Linked DNA regions of Pan troglodytes: region 1 is linked to region 2. A link is a contact called in public HiChIP or PLAC-seq data. All regions are on one chromosome and are shown on one strand. The core of a region is the stretch at or near the end of the contact, and the rest is flanking DNA. Distances in the headings are between cores, read along the strand shown.

Evidence for each region. HiChIP or PLAC-seq counts read pairs in DNA pulled down with a chosen protein or histone mark.
Region 1: a contact with region 2 is called in an H3K4me3 HiChIP or PLAC-seq map of stem cell-derived excitatory neurons, with 8 times the contacts expected there. The contact joins the promoter of STPG1 here to the promoter of SRRM1 in region 2. A contact is called at or near these places in 2 of 7 Hi-C or Micro-C datasets (induced pluripotent stem cells and stem cell-derived neural progenitor cells) and 1 of 1 datasets of contacts at active chromatin or transcription factors (stem cell-derived excitatory neurons).

Annotation. Positions count from the first base shown.
Region 1 is chr1:206,594,313-206,599,294 of NHGRI_mPanTro3-v2.0_pri, forward strand. STPG1 (sperm tail PG-rich repeat containing 1) reads left to right here and starts at 3,524. Exons shown (of 8, transcript XM_016956403.4): 1 at 3,524-3,684. The coding sequence starts at 3,538. It overlaps NIPAL3 (NIPA like domain containing 3), which reads right to left and starts at 2,813. Exons shown (of 11, transcript XM_054680599.2): 1 at 2,691-2,813. The coding sequence starts at 2,780.
Region 2 is chr1:206,369,400-206,374,657 of NHGRI_mPanTro3-v2.0_pri, forward strand. SRRM1 (serine and arginine repetitive matrix 1) reads right to left here and starts at 1,472. Exons shown (of 18, transcript XM_063784629.1): 1 at 383-1,472. The coding sequence starts at 403.

The DNA.
Region 1 (4,982 bases), core at 2,274-4,773, 230 kb after region 2:
CTCACTCTGTCATCCAGGCTGGAGTGCAGTGGCACAAACATGGCCTCAAGCTGGGCTCAAGCAATCCTCCCTCAGCCTCCCAAGTAGCTGGGACCTCAGACGCGTGCCACAAGGCCTGGCTAATTTTTTTGTAGAGACAGGGTTTCGCCATGTTATCAGGCTGGTCTTGAACTCTTGGGCTCAAGCAGTCCACTTGCCTCGGCCTCCCAAAGTGCTAGGATTACAGGTGTGTGCCACTTCTCAAAATTTTCTACCAAACAGAGAAGAGAAAGTATACTTCTAGTGTCCTAGGAGGCATGGCCAAAACCCTGCTTAAAAGTGTTAGGGTTTTCTTTGAGGACTTTTTATACATTTTTTAGAAATGTATTCTACTGCATAGTCTATGTTTATTTTTAATAGAAAAACGTTTTAAATTGCTTTTGATGTGCCATGTGCTACCTGTTTTACCTTTGCCAGGTCATTTAACTTTTCAGCCAGTTTCACCAGCTGTGAAATATAGATAATAATGTTCCCACTCCACATGGCAGTCATGAGAATTTGATGAAATCATACATGTAAAATGCAGGCATAGCAAATGGTCCATGAATGTGAGCTGCTGTTAAGATTAATTTTATTCTCTCCTGTTTAATTATTTATTTTGTCCATTCCTTTCTCTCTCATGCATTCATCCAACAAATATTTACTGAGGGCTCACTGTGAGCTAAACAATTTCTGCCACTCCCTGAGGCTTCAGAGAGCTGCCTCCTGTGTATCTTGTAGCTTCCAGTTCCTTCTGCTATCCGGCCCTAGGCCCAGGAATTCTGGTTCATGGTGTGGACAGCACATACATATGTGATAAGGCGAACACCATGTCCAGTCCTGGGATACAACAAATGCAGGTTTAGCACAGGGACAGCTACAGAAACCATTTGGCTTGGTTTCACTTTGTCAGAGGGCCTCAGGATGAAATTATTGCTACTACCTGCAGACGAGGTTATATATCCAATATACAGACATGAGATGTAAGCATTCACCGGGTAACTTTATCAGGTAATTCACATCCCATAGCTAGACTTCCCTGTCTGTAAAACCCTATGAATATGTGTTTGCAATCTTGTGGAAAGCATAATTGTTCACTATACTTTCACGTACATGTGAAAAGCATTATTGTGTTACATTTCTGTAAAAATGTTTTAGCATTTGTAATAATCATAAGAGCCTTAAGAGTGGCTCAGGGTTCTTTCTACCTGAGAGGCCCTGGGAAGCATTCAACCATGAAGCAGTCATGGAGTTGAGGAGCGCAAACTCCAGTGAGGTGTTTGCGGAATACCCTGTTCAGTTGCTCCCAGCTGAGATCTAGCCCAGAGCCTGACAGTGACTTCTATACATACCAGCCGACTGACTAAATGAGATCTAGCCCAGAGCCTGACAGTGACTTGTATACATACCAACCGACTGACTAAATGCAGGCTGGTTAAGCACTGGGTGCACTGTGGCCCCTTCGCAGTCAAGAATGCCTTTCTAAGGCCTAATCAACCACAACTCCAGAGCTTCAACAAGCAGATATACTCAGCCCCACCCACAGGAGGTCAGAGAAAGCCAACAGACCTTAGCGACATGTCAATCAAGGGAGTGGTGGGAACCCAGGCCTCCTAACATCCTTCAGAGTAGTTTGCCCAAGTGCTTTTCTGGTTTTGCTTTTGTTTGTGGTGGTTGGCATTGCTGTGGTTTAATTTTTCTTTTAAAAAGCAGCTTCCCTCTCTGCCTCAGGAACTCGCAGGCCTCTGAAGCATCGCCTGCAAAGATTGAAGGCTCTCCCTCAGCTGGGTGGGAGTCCGGACTGAAAGCCTGGAGGAACCCTTTGCAAGCTGTACTCCCTTATAAGACACATACTTTTCACCTGGTGACTCTCTTTTCCTGATTTCGAAGCATTTCTTCAGGACCTGCATATGCCCGAGAGGCAAGCAGTCACCTCTGCGTTGTCAACCACCCCACAATTAGAGCACGTGGTCACTGACCCAAGGAAGGAATGAGAATTCACTAGGTGCTCTGCTTCCATTCCCACCCCGTTTATCTCGATGACGGATTTCACCAATCCCACAGAGCACGTTTTACAAATGAGAGAGCCGTGGCTCATAGCGTCTGTATTCGAATTTGCCTCTTTCTGAACAAATCAATAAAACACGCTCTTTCCCACCACCTGACGATCTGGCTTCTGGAGGTGAGCGCCAGTTCCCTGCCAAGCTTCCCGTTCCTGGGCTTTGGCTCAAGAGAAGGTTACATTCTTCCGTCCCGTCCCACTGAGCTGGAAACTTACAACTCGAGGAGACAGCACCTCTGTTCCAGAAGCGGGCTTAGACCAAGAACGCCTCCCCTCATCCCACCTGCTAACTCCACCATCTGCTGCCGCCAGGAAGCCCGAGCCGCTCGGCACGAAAAGGAGAGATTCTGGCAAAGTTACTCCATGTCACTTCCTGGTTTGGTAGAGCCTGGCATCACCTTTAGTAAGGTAGCCCATGCCCCCGCTCCTCTTGGCCTCGATGCAAAACTGGAAAGAACATTCCAAGGCAAGGGGACCCAGGTTGGCGAGGCTGGTGACAGTAAGAAGGAAGGGTATGTACACTAGGGGACGTTAGGTGACTTCGCTTTTTCCAGAAAAAAACGAAGGTTAAATTCAATTCCCCTTCCTCCCGGTGTTAATCACTACTCACCGGCGGCGTCTCCTCTAAGGCCCACCTATCAAAACCTTCTGAGAAATGACTCGGACTCTTCGTGCAACCCGGAGGCACAGCCTCCTTCATCCCTTCCCAATTCAGAGCTGCCAAGATGCTGCAGTGTTTTGCTTTCAAAGGTCGCGATTTGATTTGCCAGACTGCCTGCCAGTCAGAAGTTGGCAGGCATTTCGCGCAGGCAAGTGGCTGCGAGGAAGGGGAGTGGGCGGGACAGCCCCTGGCAATTGGCTGCGCTGCAAAGCTTGCTTGAAGCATAGGGGAGCGACCTGGGGCTAGAGCTTGGCGCTCACCTGGAGCGGGGACCCCCTAGCGGCCACAGGAAGAATGGTGCGGCGACTCCCCTGCCCCCTCTCCCGCTGTCCCAGAGAGCTTAGGTGGTTGCTCGCCTCCACCTGCCCGGCAGGTGGGCCTGGTTTTAGCAGCCTGCCAGGTGTCCTCCCTTCTTATCCTCATAGCCACCTTCCGGGCTTTGCTCCTGCTGTTCCCCTACCCGACGCTCTCACCAAGTATTCAAATCCAAAACGTCCTTGAAGACCCAGCGCTCCCCAGAGCCCTCGCGAGACTTGGGGCCAAACATATCTCTCCTTTCCTGCCCTCCTGGAACACCTGTCGGATACCAAGCCTCCCAGCAATACTGAAGGTCCTGAAACGAGCCCAGCGCTTGGTTAATGTTTCTATAATGTACATAATTATCACGGCCATGATAATTAACATGCGCATGGAGTTTTACAGATGACAAGCTTCTCATCGCTCACACGTTGTCATATACACGCATTTGCTTTCAGATCGTCACAGCCATGAGTGAGACTTGAAGCCCGTTTTACGTATGAAGAAATGTCATTTGGGCCTAGACATCAACAATGAGAAAGAGGCAGTTCTAGTCTCAGATCGTGGGGCAGAGAAAGCTCCTTGGGAACATGGGAGAGGAACGAGTTGGTGCATTGTAGAAACTGCCCGAAGGCCAGCAGGGCTGGTGAGAGATTTTTCTGGGGGCGTGGTTGGGCCTGCGATCTGAGGGACGGGCCAGGGACAGTTTATAAATAACATATTTGGGGGCCGGCGCGGTGGCTCACACCTGTAATCTCAGGACTTTGGGAGGCCAGGAGGATCACTTAAGCCCAGGAGTTTGAGACCAGCCTGGACAATATAGTGGGACCCCATCTCTACAAAAAAATTTAAAAATTAGCCGGGCGTGGCGGCGAGCGCCCGTGGTCCCAGCTACTCAGGAGGCTGAGGCGGGAGGAGCGCTTGAACCCGGGAGGCGGAGGTTGCAGCGAGTCGAGATCGCGCCACTGCACTCCAGCTGGGCGACAGAGCAAGACCCTGTCAAAAAAAAAAAAAAAAAAAAAAGCTTGGATTTCACCCTAAATTTAAAGGCGAGCCATTGGAGGACTTTAAGCAGGGGAGTGACAAGGTCGCTGAGACCGCCCTGCCCTGAAGCGTGTGAAGAGGGGCTCCTGGAATACTAAGTGGCTGCCCTTGTATAGTCGCCCATGTCAATCTTTTTTTTTTTTTTTTTTTTTTTTTTTCCTTCTGTTAGAAACAGGGCTTGGGGCCGGGCGTGGTGGCTCACGCCTGTAATCCCAACACTTTGGGAGGCCGAGGTGGGTGGATCACCTGAGGTCAGGAGTTCGAGAACAGCCTGGCCAACGTGGTGAAACCCTGTCTCTACTAAAAATACAAAAAGAATAGCCTGGCGTGGTGGCGAGCGCCGGTAATCCCAGCTACTCAGGAGGCTGAGGCAGGAGCATCGCTTGAACCTGGAGGGCGGAGGTTGCAGTGAGCCAAGATTGCGCCACTGCACTACAGCCTGGTCGACAAAGCGAGACTCTGTCTCAGAAAAAAAAGAAACAGGGCTAGGTATATTCCTTGAAGCAGGATTTTTGAGTGAGCAAAATTCTGAGGCTTTTGGTTTATCACAAGATTTTTGAAGCATGGCCTAGATAAACCTCTTATTAGTTCTCCACCCCGCTACAGGCCCTGATGTAATTAACCTAAGCCCTAAAATTCGGCCGGCTTCTCTGCGGACTTTGAAACGCCTCTAATGATTGGTCAACAACTTTTCACGTTAAAGAAACAGAGGATGCCATTGGCTGGAATTACCTCGCGGACGGCGGAAGGTGGACTCGCGAATGTTAGGCCTGTGGTTGCCATAGCGACCGGGAGGTTGGGCTGGCCAGATTCAGCTGCCGGGACCGGACCAGGTAGGAAGCAGTTCCGGCGGGGGGACCGGTCCCTGAGGTCGTGGGGAAGAGGACACGGCGCACCCGC
Region 2 (5,258 bases), core at 222-2,721:
CTTAGGGCTTTCCTTTGGCCTCCCACTCGGGACTTCCTCCTCCGGCTCCGCTAGGCCCCAGGACCCGGCGGCACGCACGGCGCTCGGCCTGCAGGCCCCGCCAGGCAGGCGGGCAGCGAGGTACCATCCCGGCCCATTCCCGCCGCCATTTTCCGGCCACCGTCGCCGCCGCGTAGGGGGGACCATTCCGGAGGAGGAGACTGCGCAGGGGCGCACCGGTCTCCGCCGCAGCGCGCGGGGGGGGGGGTGCGCCGGCTCTAGGAGGAATCCTTAGGATCTCCGAAGCTCCCCTCGCTGGCCACCCTGTGCCAAGCTAAGGTCTCCTACCAGGCCTTACCGAGAAGTCCCTGGCCTCACCCCGGCGCCCGGCGCTTCTACTTACGCGGAAAAATCCCGCGTCCATCTTGCCGCCTCGCTCGGAGATCGCTCCCTATCCCAGGGTACACCGCGCCGCCGCGACGGAGGGCGGGACCGGCGGAGGGAAAGCCGAGCGCCGGGACGCAGCGCGCGTCGTTGCGCCCGCCCCCTCCGGCCGACACGAGGCCGCGCCTGCTCAGTGCGCCGAGAGCCCGCCACGCGTGCGCACGAGCGCCAGCGGGGGCGGGCTTCTGTCAGGCCCTGAACTCCCCGGTAGGTAGTGGAGGAGGCGAAGCTGACGACCGCAGCCAATGGGAGCAAAAGGGAAGGCCGTCGAGTCGCCCCGCCCTGCAAGTCCTTTTGTGGCGCGTGACCATCCTTGTTCGCGCAATGTGACGTGACCCATCCTTCGACCCGTAGTGGAAGAGGCTTGGCGTCCTGGAGTTCCATGAAGCGTTTGAAGAGAAAGGCTGTTACCTCAGAGTGACGCGGGCGAGGCGGCCTGTGCGCCGACGAGAGGCCTGCGGCTTCCCTCTCGTTGTGAAAGTTGTGATTGTGTAGGTTTTACGCGTTTACCAGACGAGAGAGGATTGGCTGTAAAGCGGTCGAGCCTGGCAGCAGACACGAAATCTGCCTTGTAGCCCAGCTTGCTCAGCCTTTGGAGGAAGCTGGAAGTGTCCAGTAGATGAGTTTCGGTTTCGGCGGCCCCGTAATCACGCCGCTGGGCAGGACGCCCGCCAGAGAGCCAGGGTCCTCGGGCTCTGCCTCGGGCTCTCCCCAGCCCGGGTCTCGGACTCCGAGAAGCACCAGCTTCCTCCCAGCGCCTCGCCTGGCCGCCCTGGTGCCTCTGCTCTGGCTGCGAGGGCCTTGGGTTGGATGCGCACTGCTAGATTTTCTTATTGTTTTGAAAATTATTGGCCGGGCGCGGTGGCTCACGCCTGTATCCCAGCACTTTGGGAGGCTGAGGCGGGCGGATCACGAGGTCAGGAGATCGAGACCATCCTGGCTAACACGGTGAAACCCCGTCTCTACTAAAAATACAAAAAATTAGCTGGGCGTGGTGGCGGGCGTCTGTAGTCCCAGCTACTCTGGAGGCTGAGGCAGGAGAATGGCGTGAACCCGGGAGGCGGAGCTTGCAGTGAGCCGAGATCACGCCACTGCACTCCAGCCTGGGCGACAGAGCGAGACTGTCTCAAAAAAATAAAAGTTATTTTTATCTAATAAAGCAGAGATGGGGGTCTCGCTCTGTTGCTGGTCTCGAACTCCTGGCCTCCCAAAGTGCAGGGACTTCAGGCCTGAGTCACCGCGCCCGGCCCCACTCTGCCAGCTTTTTCGCAAGCGCTTCTCGCCCTTCTCGCTTCCCTTTCTCGGAGGGAAAGCCGGCGTCCCTTTCTCAGAAAGGCCTCCTCCGGCCATCTTTTGCATCGTTCCCGCCCCCACACACACTCTCGCCTCCCTTTTCTCTTTTTTTCCATGGCACTTAGCCCACCTGAAAGTATGTATGTGTTTGCTCTCGTGGCTGGAGACACTAGCTGTGTGCTGGCGACATCCCTGCATCTCCAGCTCAGACTTCTCTCCTGACCGTCCCACGTGCCCCAAGTTGAAATCCTGATTCCTTCGCCCTCCATCCACCAAAACCACAAACCACCTGCCCTTCCCAGGGTCTTCCCTGGCTCCCGCTGACCGCAGTGGCTTTCCTTTGGTGTAGGACGCAAGCGTGTGTTACTCTTGACTCCTTTCCTTTACCTCGGCTTTCAAACCATCAAGAAACCCTCCCTGCTGTCAGACGTGGTTCAGGGCACCATCGTCTCTTCCCTGAACTGCGCTAACCCCCTAACTGGTCTTCCTGCTTCTACCCTGGCCACTCAGCATCTACTCTAAGTGTAGCCGGCAGGGTAGTTCTGTTAGAAAACCTTAATCAGACACTTTTCTCAAAACCTTACAGCAGCCTCTCATTTTTGTTAGAACAAAAGCCAAAATCCTACCTGATGCACGCTATTTCGTCTTTGATGTAATCTAGAATGCTCCCAGATATCTTTTTTTTTTTTTTTTTTTTTTTTGAGACCGAGTCTCGCTCTGTCGCCCAGGCTGAAGTGCAGTGGCGCGATCTCGGCTCACTACAACCTCTGCCTCCCGGGTTCAAGCGATTCTCCTGCTTCGGCCTCCCTGGCAGCTGGGACTACAGGTGCGCACCACCACGCGTGGCTAATTATTGTATTTTTAGTAGAGATGGGGTTTTGCCATGTTGGCCAGTCTGGTCTCGAACTCCCAACCTTCACTGATCCTCCCGCCTCGGCCTCCCAAACTGCTGGGATTACAGGCATGAGCCACCACGCTGACCTACTCCTGGATATCTACTGGGCAAACTTAAAGTCCCCACTGCCCCCCCGCAGATGGGGTCTTGCTCTGTCTGCCCAGGCTGGAGTGCAGTGGCAGGATCTCGGCTCACTGCAACCTCCACCTCTCAGTTTCAAGGAATTCTCCTGCCTCAGCCTCCCGAGTTGGGAGCTGGGATTACAGACGCTCGCCGCCAAGTCCGGCTACTTTTTTTATCTTTAGTGGAGATGGGGTTTCACCATGTTAGCCAGGCTGGTCTGGAACTCCTGACCTCGTGATCCACCTGCCTTGGCCTCCTAAAGTGCTGGGATTATAGGCGTGAGCCACCGTGCCCGGCCTGGGCAAAGTTTTTACTTTAAAGTTTTTACTCGATGGTCACTCACTGAAGCCTAACCTGACTGCCTTGTTGGAAGTTGCTCGGATATCCTCTCTACATCCTGATGCCCGTTACTCTTTTTTTTTTTTTTTTCATAGCTTTTATCACCTAATATGCATTTAACCTGGTTTTTTTTTTTTTTTTTTTTTGAGACAAGGCCTGGCTCTGTCACCCAGGCTGGAGTGCAGTCACGTGATCTTGGCTCACTGCAGCCTCTGCCTCCTGGGTTTAAGCCATCCTCCCACCTCAACCTCTGGAGTAGCTGGGACTACAGGCCCGCACTACCATTCCCAGCTAATTTTTGTATTTTTTGTAGAGATGGGGTTTTGCCATGTTGCCCAGGCTGGTCTCGAACTCATGAGCTCAAGGGATACCTGCCTTGGCCTCCCAAAGTGCTGGGATTACAGGTGTGAGCCACTGCGCCCGGCCGTTTAACGTGTTTTTAATGTTTGTTTATTGTCTGTTCCCCACACTAGAATGTAAGTGCCCTAAAGTCAGGGCTTACTGTTTTGTTCATTCATGTGTCACTAGAAAAGTGACACATGGCATGGGTTCAATAAACATTTGTTCAGTGAATGAAGGCTTTGTCAGACGGCCAAAGACAGGGAAGTGACAGGCCTCCACAGAACAAGCCACTTGACCAGATGGGAACTATGAAATCACAACACCCCACATCTCCCTGACTATTCTCTATGGTTCTGATTAGTCATTCTGTTTTAGGCTTCCTTCACTGTCTCTGTCTGTTTGCTGTCAATCCTATAAATGTTGTTTTTTCTGGTAGTTCTGTCATTGACTATTTTTTCCCTCAACAAAGGTGCCCTCTCTGACCTCTCGGTTTTGATTACCTTTCATATTTCAAACCTGTGTATCTCAGGCACAGGCCTGCTCCAGACCTATATTTTCAACTTCCTGCTCACCTATTCACTTGGATGTCCCATAGGCACCTCACACTCAACATAACCCTAAACTGAATTCATCTTCATCCACTTGCCTTCAACCTTCTGGTTTCCCATTCTCAATGAATGAGCCCACCTTTCTTTCTATCATGATTCTTCTCTCTTCCTCACACTCTACAACCAACTCTTGCCTTTTCACCTCTCTTAATAGCTTATGCCTCCCTCTCCTCATCCGTTACTTCTAAGTTGCAGCCACAATAAACTACAGATGCTTGTCTGATTATGAACAGATTTAGGTTTCGAATGGCAATTTATTTGTCTATATATTGGTAAGCCTAAAATGACTAAGAGATGATTCAAATGGCACCTCTTCATCAAGCCTTTTCTGAACAACCTTCCAAAAAGGACACCCTCAATCCCCTCACTCTGTCTTACCTTTTTCTTTCTTTCTTTTCTTTTGGAGAGAGGGTCACTCTGTAACCCAAGCTGGAGTGCAGTGATGCAGTCACAGCTCATTGCAGCCTCCTTAATTTCCCCAGCTCAAGCAATCTTCCTGCTTCAGCACCCCGAGTAGCTGGGACTACAGGTGTGTGCCACCACACCCAGCTAATTTTTAAATTATTTTTTAGAGACGGGGGCTTTATTGTATTGCCCAGGCTGGTCATAAACTCCTGGGCTCAAGTGAGCCTTCCACCTCAGCCTCCGAAAGTGCTGGGGTTACAGTCGTGAGTCACCATGCCTGGCCTATTTTTCTTTTCTTTCTTTTCTTTTTTTTTGGAGACAGGATCTCACTGCGTCACCCAGGCTGGAGTGCATTGGTGTGATCTTGGCGCATTGGTGTGATGTTGGCTCACTGCAGCCTCCACTTTCTGGGCTCAAGTGATGCTGCCACCTTAGCCTTCTGAATAGCTGGGACTACAGGCTCACACCACCACGCCTAGTTAATTTTTGTATTTTTTTCTTTTCTTTTCGAGATGAAGCTTCGCCGTGTTGCCCAGGCTGGTCTCAAAATCCTGAGCTCAAGCAATCTACCTGCCTCATCCTCCCAAAATGCTGGGATTACAAGCACGCACCACTATGCCCAGTCCCATTTTTTATTTATTTATTTATTTTTTTTTTTGAGACAGAGTCTTGCCATCTCCCAGGCTGGAGTGCAGTGGCCCGATCTCGGCTCACTGCAACCTCCGCCTCCCAGGTACAAGCGATTCTCCTACCTCAGCCTCCTGAGTAGCTGGGACTACAGGCATGCACCACCACGCCTGGCTAATTTTTTGTATTTTTAGTAGAGACAG